2 separate regions of the Lactuca sativa genome follow, and region 2 is linked to region 1. The links are chromatin contacts, called in public Hi-C maps. All regions are on one chromosome and are shown on one strand. Each heading gives the region's core, a stretch centred on a gene start, on an enhancer-like site or on the middle of the called end of the contact. The rest is flanking DNA. Distances are from core to core; before and after follow the strand shown.

Evidence for each region. Hi-C and Micro-C count contacts between places; a contact is called where the count stands out from the background.
Region 2: a contact with region 1 is called in a Hi-C map of leaf, with 4 times the contacts expected there. The contact joins the promoter of LOC111876165 here to the promoter of LOC111876167 in region 1. A contact is called at or near these places in 2 of 4 Hi-C or Micro-C datasets (bud and leaf).

The regions. Positions count from the first base shown.
Region 1 is chr1:27,730,231-27,733,163 of Lsat_Salinas_v11, reverse strand. It overlaps LOC111876167, which reads left to right and starts at 1,460. Exons shown (of 2, transcript XM_023872692.3): 1 at 1,460-1,752; 2 at 2,237-2,810. The coding sequence starts at 1,573. The coding sequence ends at 2,608.
Region 2 is chr1:27,876,434-27,879,366 of Lsat_Salinas_v11, reverse strand. LOC111876165 (probable WRKY transcription factor 7) reads left to right here and starts at 1,453. Exons shown (of 3, transcript XM_023872690.3): 1 at 1,453-2,475; 2 at 2,598-2,723. The coding sequence starts at 1,745.

The sequences.
Region 1 (2,933 bases), core at 211-2,710:
AGGGTATAAACAACTATTAAGCCATTGGACCATTTCTACAACAAAACAAACATTTTGAACCACTGGTGCAACTCGAATACATTTTGGACCAAACCTCCAATTTTTGACATACCACAGGGACCAAACTTGCTATTTTATCTTGTTTTTTCTTTTTTTCCTTTTCCAAAAATACCCTATATGCTTTGAAAACTGTCACTGTCTTCCTCTTATTTAATCACATCTTTTAATTTTAGTTGCATCCCTCTTTTTCTCTATTGATTATTGAAGTTCTTGCTTTAGACTTTAATTTCATCCTTTACTTTTTTTTTCATATTCAACACTCATTTTTTTGGTTGACAAATGTACGAGCACGAAGCAACTCATTTACTTCTTAACACCCATTTATTTGGCTTCACTTACAGGTTTTATTTGATTATAAGATAACTTTTGGACATTCTATTGACGAGTTCACAATGATTCATGATTACTAAGGCTCACAGGATTGGTGGTAGAAGATGCAGAGCTCCACTTCATTTTGCCACGCTTTCCTATAGTTTTTTCATACAAAATGGGCAGTGTTTGTCATGCCAAGTAGGGGAGAAAGGAAAAAAGAGAACGTGGCAACAGAGGAGAGAAAGTGACAAGTTTATGTGGAGTTGGCTGCCAAGCTCGGCATGGTAAGCTCAAGGGGCGGTGTTTACAGAAATCATACTTTTAAATAATGTTTTAATTAAAATCAATTTATATACAATTTGACACTTAAGATAATTAATCTTTGTTGTTATTATGTTATTAAAAACAAATGACACAACATAAACATATAAGCAAGTTCCATATAACTATTTGTATGATTTTCATTCAAAACCCATCCAAACAATATATACAAATGAATTAAAACATTTGGGAAACATAATAAACAAAAATTCCATCTCACTGAATGAGAATAAATCATTATTATTTAAAACCATTAAATTTCGATGTGTATATATCATGCATATAATTTCTTTTTTGTGTGTATAAGATCACACCTCATTGATTTCAAGCAAAAAATAATTTTTTGCTATGTAAATAATCATGAACACAAGCCGTTGATACTATTGTTGGATTTTGATGCTTATTTGAATACATGAAAGAAAATATAGCAACAAAAGCAATTACAACAAAAACACCAGGATCTAACCATGGATATGTGTTCCTAAAAAAACTGCAACAATCTGGGATAGAATGATTTCTTCTCATTGTATCAACCAAAAAATGAGTGTTGAAAAAAAAAAAGGGTAAAGGAAGAAATTAAAGTCTAAAGCAATAACTTCAATGATCAATAGAGAAACAGAAGATGCAAGTAAACTTAAAAGATATGATTAAATAAGAGGATGATAGAGACAGTTTCCGAAGCATATAGGGTATTTTTGGAGAAAGGAAAAAAGAAAAAACAAAGATAGGCTGTTTTAAAGGGGGCGTTATTGAAAATATATATATAGAATTCAAAGGTATCAGGCAAAAGAACATATGCACAAGAACCCAAAAACAAAACCTAGCCACATAACACACTTGAGAATCATTTGATACTGAAACGAAATTGGAGATAATGCCATGGATGCTAAGGACGTCGATATGATGGATTCCGATGCTCCGGTGACATCTTCGTCACCAGTTCCACCAGGAACCCCCGAACTTTCCTCCGTCTCCCAGCAAATTGAAATTGCGAGAGGATTACTCACAGTAGCTCGCCAACTCATTGATCAGGGCAAGCCTTCTCAAGCTCTTCAAGCGGTAATTCTTACACTATCACCACTTCATTTGTTTCTTATAATTTATTGTTACTTCATTTCCCTTTTTATCTGATTCGAATGCCAGCTGTTCTGAACATACCTACATTTTGACTTGTTGATGTGATCGGAAAGAAATTTCGTAATGATTCCGTTGCTAAACCTCAACCTACATGATCCAATTTGTAATACTTATTAAAAATTCAATATCAATGCATTTGTTTTGTTTATCGCAAAACGGCGATCAAACTTCAAATTCAAAATCTAGGTTTTCGATAGAATAGAGGAAGCAAAGCACTTGAACTTGCTTCGATGCTATTGAATCGAAGTTTTCTTTTTCCTCCACGATCGGTTCCTTATATTTGGTTCTAATTGCATTGATTTTCTTGTGTTCATCTTAAACTCATTACATGATTTGCCTTCAGAGTTGTTTGATAATGATATGACATCAACTATCTTAAAACCAGATGATATGTTTAATTTTACAGGTGTTGACTGCAATGAGAGCCAAAGGAGGAGAAGCAGCTGCTGTTCAAACCCTAAATCGAGCTAATGAACTCTACAGAAACAGAGTAAATGAAAGGGCCGCTGATGAGCTAGCTTCATTGTTTGCTGAATGTGCAATTGAAGAAGCTTTACCTGCAATCCCCACTACCACCACCACCACCACTACCACCACCAACCACCCATCTATTGAACCAGATGCTGGCGGCACTTCTATACTGACAGAGACCGGGAGAAAACAGATCATGGTGGATGCATTCTCTGATGGCAGTAGCTTTGTGTGTGTACAATGTGGTGGCCTTGTTAGCAATGATCGCAGGGATGAACACTATGCATTCTGGTGTGGCCGTGTGTAAATGGTGAGATCCAGTTTCATGGTTTTTTCATGATATTGACATGTAATGGTTTTAGGTGTAATAGAACATCTCTTAAAGCGAATTGAATTTGCATCTGCAAATAATAAACCAATATAAATCCCATATACAACTTTCATGAAAAGATCTGTAGTATGCGGGTTTCAGCTGATTGTTGATGAAAATTTGAGCTTGGAAGACATAAGGGCATGATTAGTCTGTGGATTCCGGTAGAATCCGATGGAATTGGAATAAGAGTTTCCATTCCATAGTGTGTTTGGTTGTTTAAATGGAAAAAATGTAGTTCTTTGTCTTAATCCTTCAAACT
Region 2 (2,933 bases), core at 204-2,703, 150 kb before region 1:
GCTATAATTCGATCTTATATTTTTTAGAATTCTAAACTATTCCAAAGGGAAAAATAATAAATGCACATAACAAAAACATGGAAAATCACTAACAAAAGGCACCATGCCAAAGATGGAAAAACAATGAAGTCAGAAAGGTTACCCTCTCTCTCTCTCTCTCTCTCTCTCTCTCTCTCTCTCTCTCTCTCTCTCTCTCTCTCTCTCTCTCTCTCTCTCTCTCTCTCTCTCTCTCTCTCTCTCTCTCTCTCTCTCTCTCTCTCTCTCTCTCTCTCTCTCTCTCTCTCTCTCTCTCTCTCTCTCTCTCTCTCTCTCTCTCTCTCTCTCTCTCATCTCTCTCTCTCTCTCTCTCTCTCTCTCTCTCTCTCTCTCTCTCTCTCTCTCTCTCTCTCTCTTATTATTTTTGTATCCATAAAAGTTTTTCATGTGTATTTGATGTCAAAATCTAGAAAATACATTGAGAATGGTCAATTATTTGGAATAGTCAAAATCTAGAAATTAACCTTGAAAACCTGTATTATGTCCAGTTTTGTGAAATAAAAACTAGTTGTGAGACCTGAGACCTATGTATTAAATGATTAATTTTAGAGTAAATTACACGATTGGTCCTTATGGTTTGGGGTAATTTTTGTATTTGGTCAATAACTTATTTTTTTTAACTCGGAAGGTCCCTAATGTTTGTTTTTGTTACGCATTTGGTCCCTGCTTTTCGTTTTTGTTTCGCGCTTGGTCTGTGTCTTACCTAAAAAGACTATTATTTAAATAGGGAAAAATGATATGGTAGGTAGGGTAATGTGAGGGGGTTGGGATTGGGGTGTGTTTATTTAAATAAGTTAAAAAATCAAGGGCAAAATAGTATTTTTAGGTGAGACAGGGACCAGACGCGTAACAAAAACAAACAGTAGGGACCTTCCAAGTTAAAAAATAAGTTAGGGACCAAACACGCAAATTACCCTAAACCATAGGGACCATTCGTGTAATTTACTCTTTCAGATCACAACATTACATACACCACAATAAAATGCTATCGAACAGGAAAAAAATCAAAATTCAAAGGAAAATAAATAAATAAATTATATTTTCATTTTATTTCTATTTGACAAAACTGAACATAATATAGATTTTTAATGAAATGATTCTGAATTTTGACTATTCTATATAATTGACTATTCTCAATGGGTTAATTCTAGATTTAGACATCAGTACACATTAAAAAAAATGTATGCTTACAAAAGTAACATGATGACCATTTTTAATAAAAGGAAAAAAAATAGCCATTTTATACATAGTGCATTGTAACCTTTGTGGCTTTCACTGTTTTCCATCTTTCGTTAATAAGTATAAATATAAAAAAATAATAAATAAATAATAAATAAATAATTAAGATGAAATATGATTATTTTTTTTTTTTTTTTAGAAGGCAAAACAATCCAACGAATGTGAGTAGTTTTTGACTTTTTATTAAAATCTGCACCGTTGCCATGGTCTTCTCTAAAAAACATAACCCTGGGCCACACATGACGTTACGGTCAATCTCTGACATTTTCGCCACCCAAGATTTCTACACGTGTAAACCGATTACTGGTTTCAACCTTTGACTGCAGATAGACGAGCAAGGATATTTTGGTCATTTTACTAGATAGCACCCACCGCATCAACTCTTTGACTCTCTTCCATCCCTAATTAAATTACCCCTTTCTCCATCGAAACCACTGTCCATTGTTTTGATCAATGTTTTTGATCTGATATGGCTGTTGAGCTCATGAATTCCATCAGAATCAATAGTTTCAATGGTAAAATGGAAGAAATCGCCGTCCGTGAAGCCGGCGCCGCTGGGCTTAAGAGCCTTGAGAATCTAATCGGATTACTTTCATCCCAATCCCACCATGAACCGTCGTACTCCGCCGGTACTAGCGATGCTTCTTCAACCACCGATTACGTAGCTGTCGCCGATGTCGCTGTCACTAGGTTTAAGAAATTCATCTCTCTTCTCGATCGGACTTCCACTGGTCACGCCCGATTCCGACGTGGACCTGTTTCGAATCCACCTGTTGTATTAGAGAAAAAGTCGGCATTCACTCCGACGGCGGGAAATAGCAGCCAGCAATACAATCAGACGGTTGTAGCGGCGGCGGAGAAGGTAAATTCTTCTACGGCACCGATTCAGCAGCGGTTTCCCCAAATCCATCTGGCGAAATCGGGATCCTTTGATAGGAAGGATGTTCCTACCAACACCATCAATTTCGCCGCCGCTGCAGCCTCTCCGGCGAATTCGTTTATGTCATCGTTGACCGGAGACACCGATGGGTTACAACCGTCGATGTCTTCTGGATTTCAGATCACGAACCTTTCACAGGTTTCTTCCGCGGGCCAGCCGAATATGTCGACTTCTTCTTTCAAAAGGAAATGTAACTCGGTGGATGATTCTCACACAAAATGCACTAATTCTTCCGGTCGTTGCCATTGTTCCAAAAAGAGGTACTAAACTCCGATCTCCTTTTAAACATACAACTTCTAACCACGATTGTCTCAATCTGGGTGTTACAGTATGCTATTTCATTAATTGGATTTAACCTTTACACTTGAATTTTTTTTTATAGGAAATCAAGGATGAAGAGGGTCGTGAGAGTGCCGGCGATAAGCATGAAGATGGCTGATATACCGCCGGACGATTATTCTTGGAGGAAGTACGGCCAAAAGCCGATTAAAGGGTCGCCACATCCAAGGTAAATATTTCTAGTTTCTAGTGTATATCGGAGAAGATCTTGACTCAGCCTAGTCAACTCATTGATTCCTACTCACTCACTCATTGACCACCTCACCGAGTCTTAACTCGGGCTAATTAAATTAAATATTGTCATTAACATTATTAGCCTTGGACAATGGAGCCTACCCAAAAGCCAAAAGTCAGACAGTTTGATTAATGGTGACTGTAG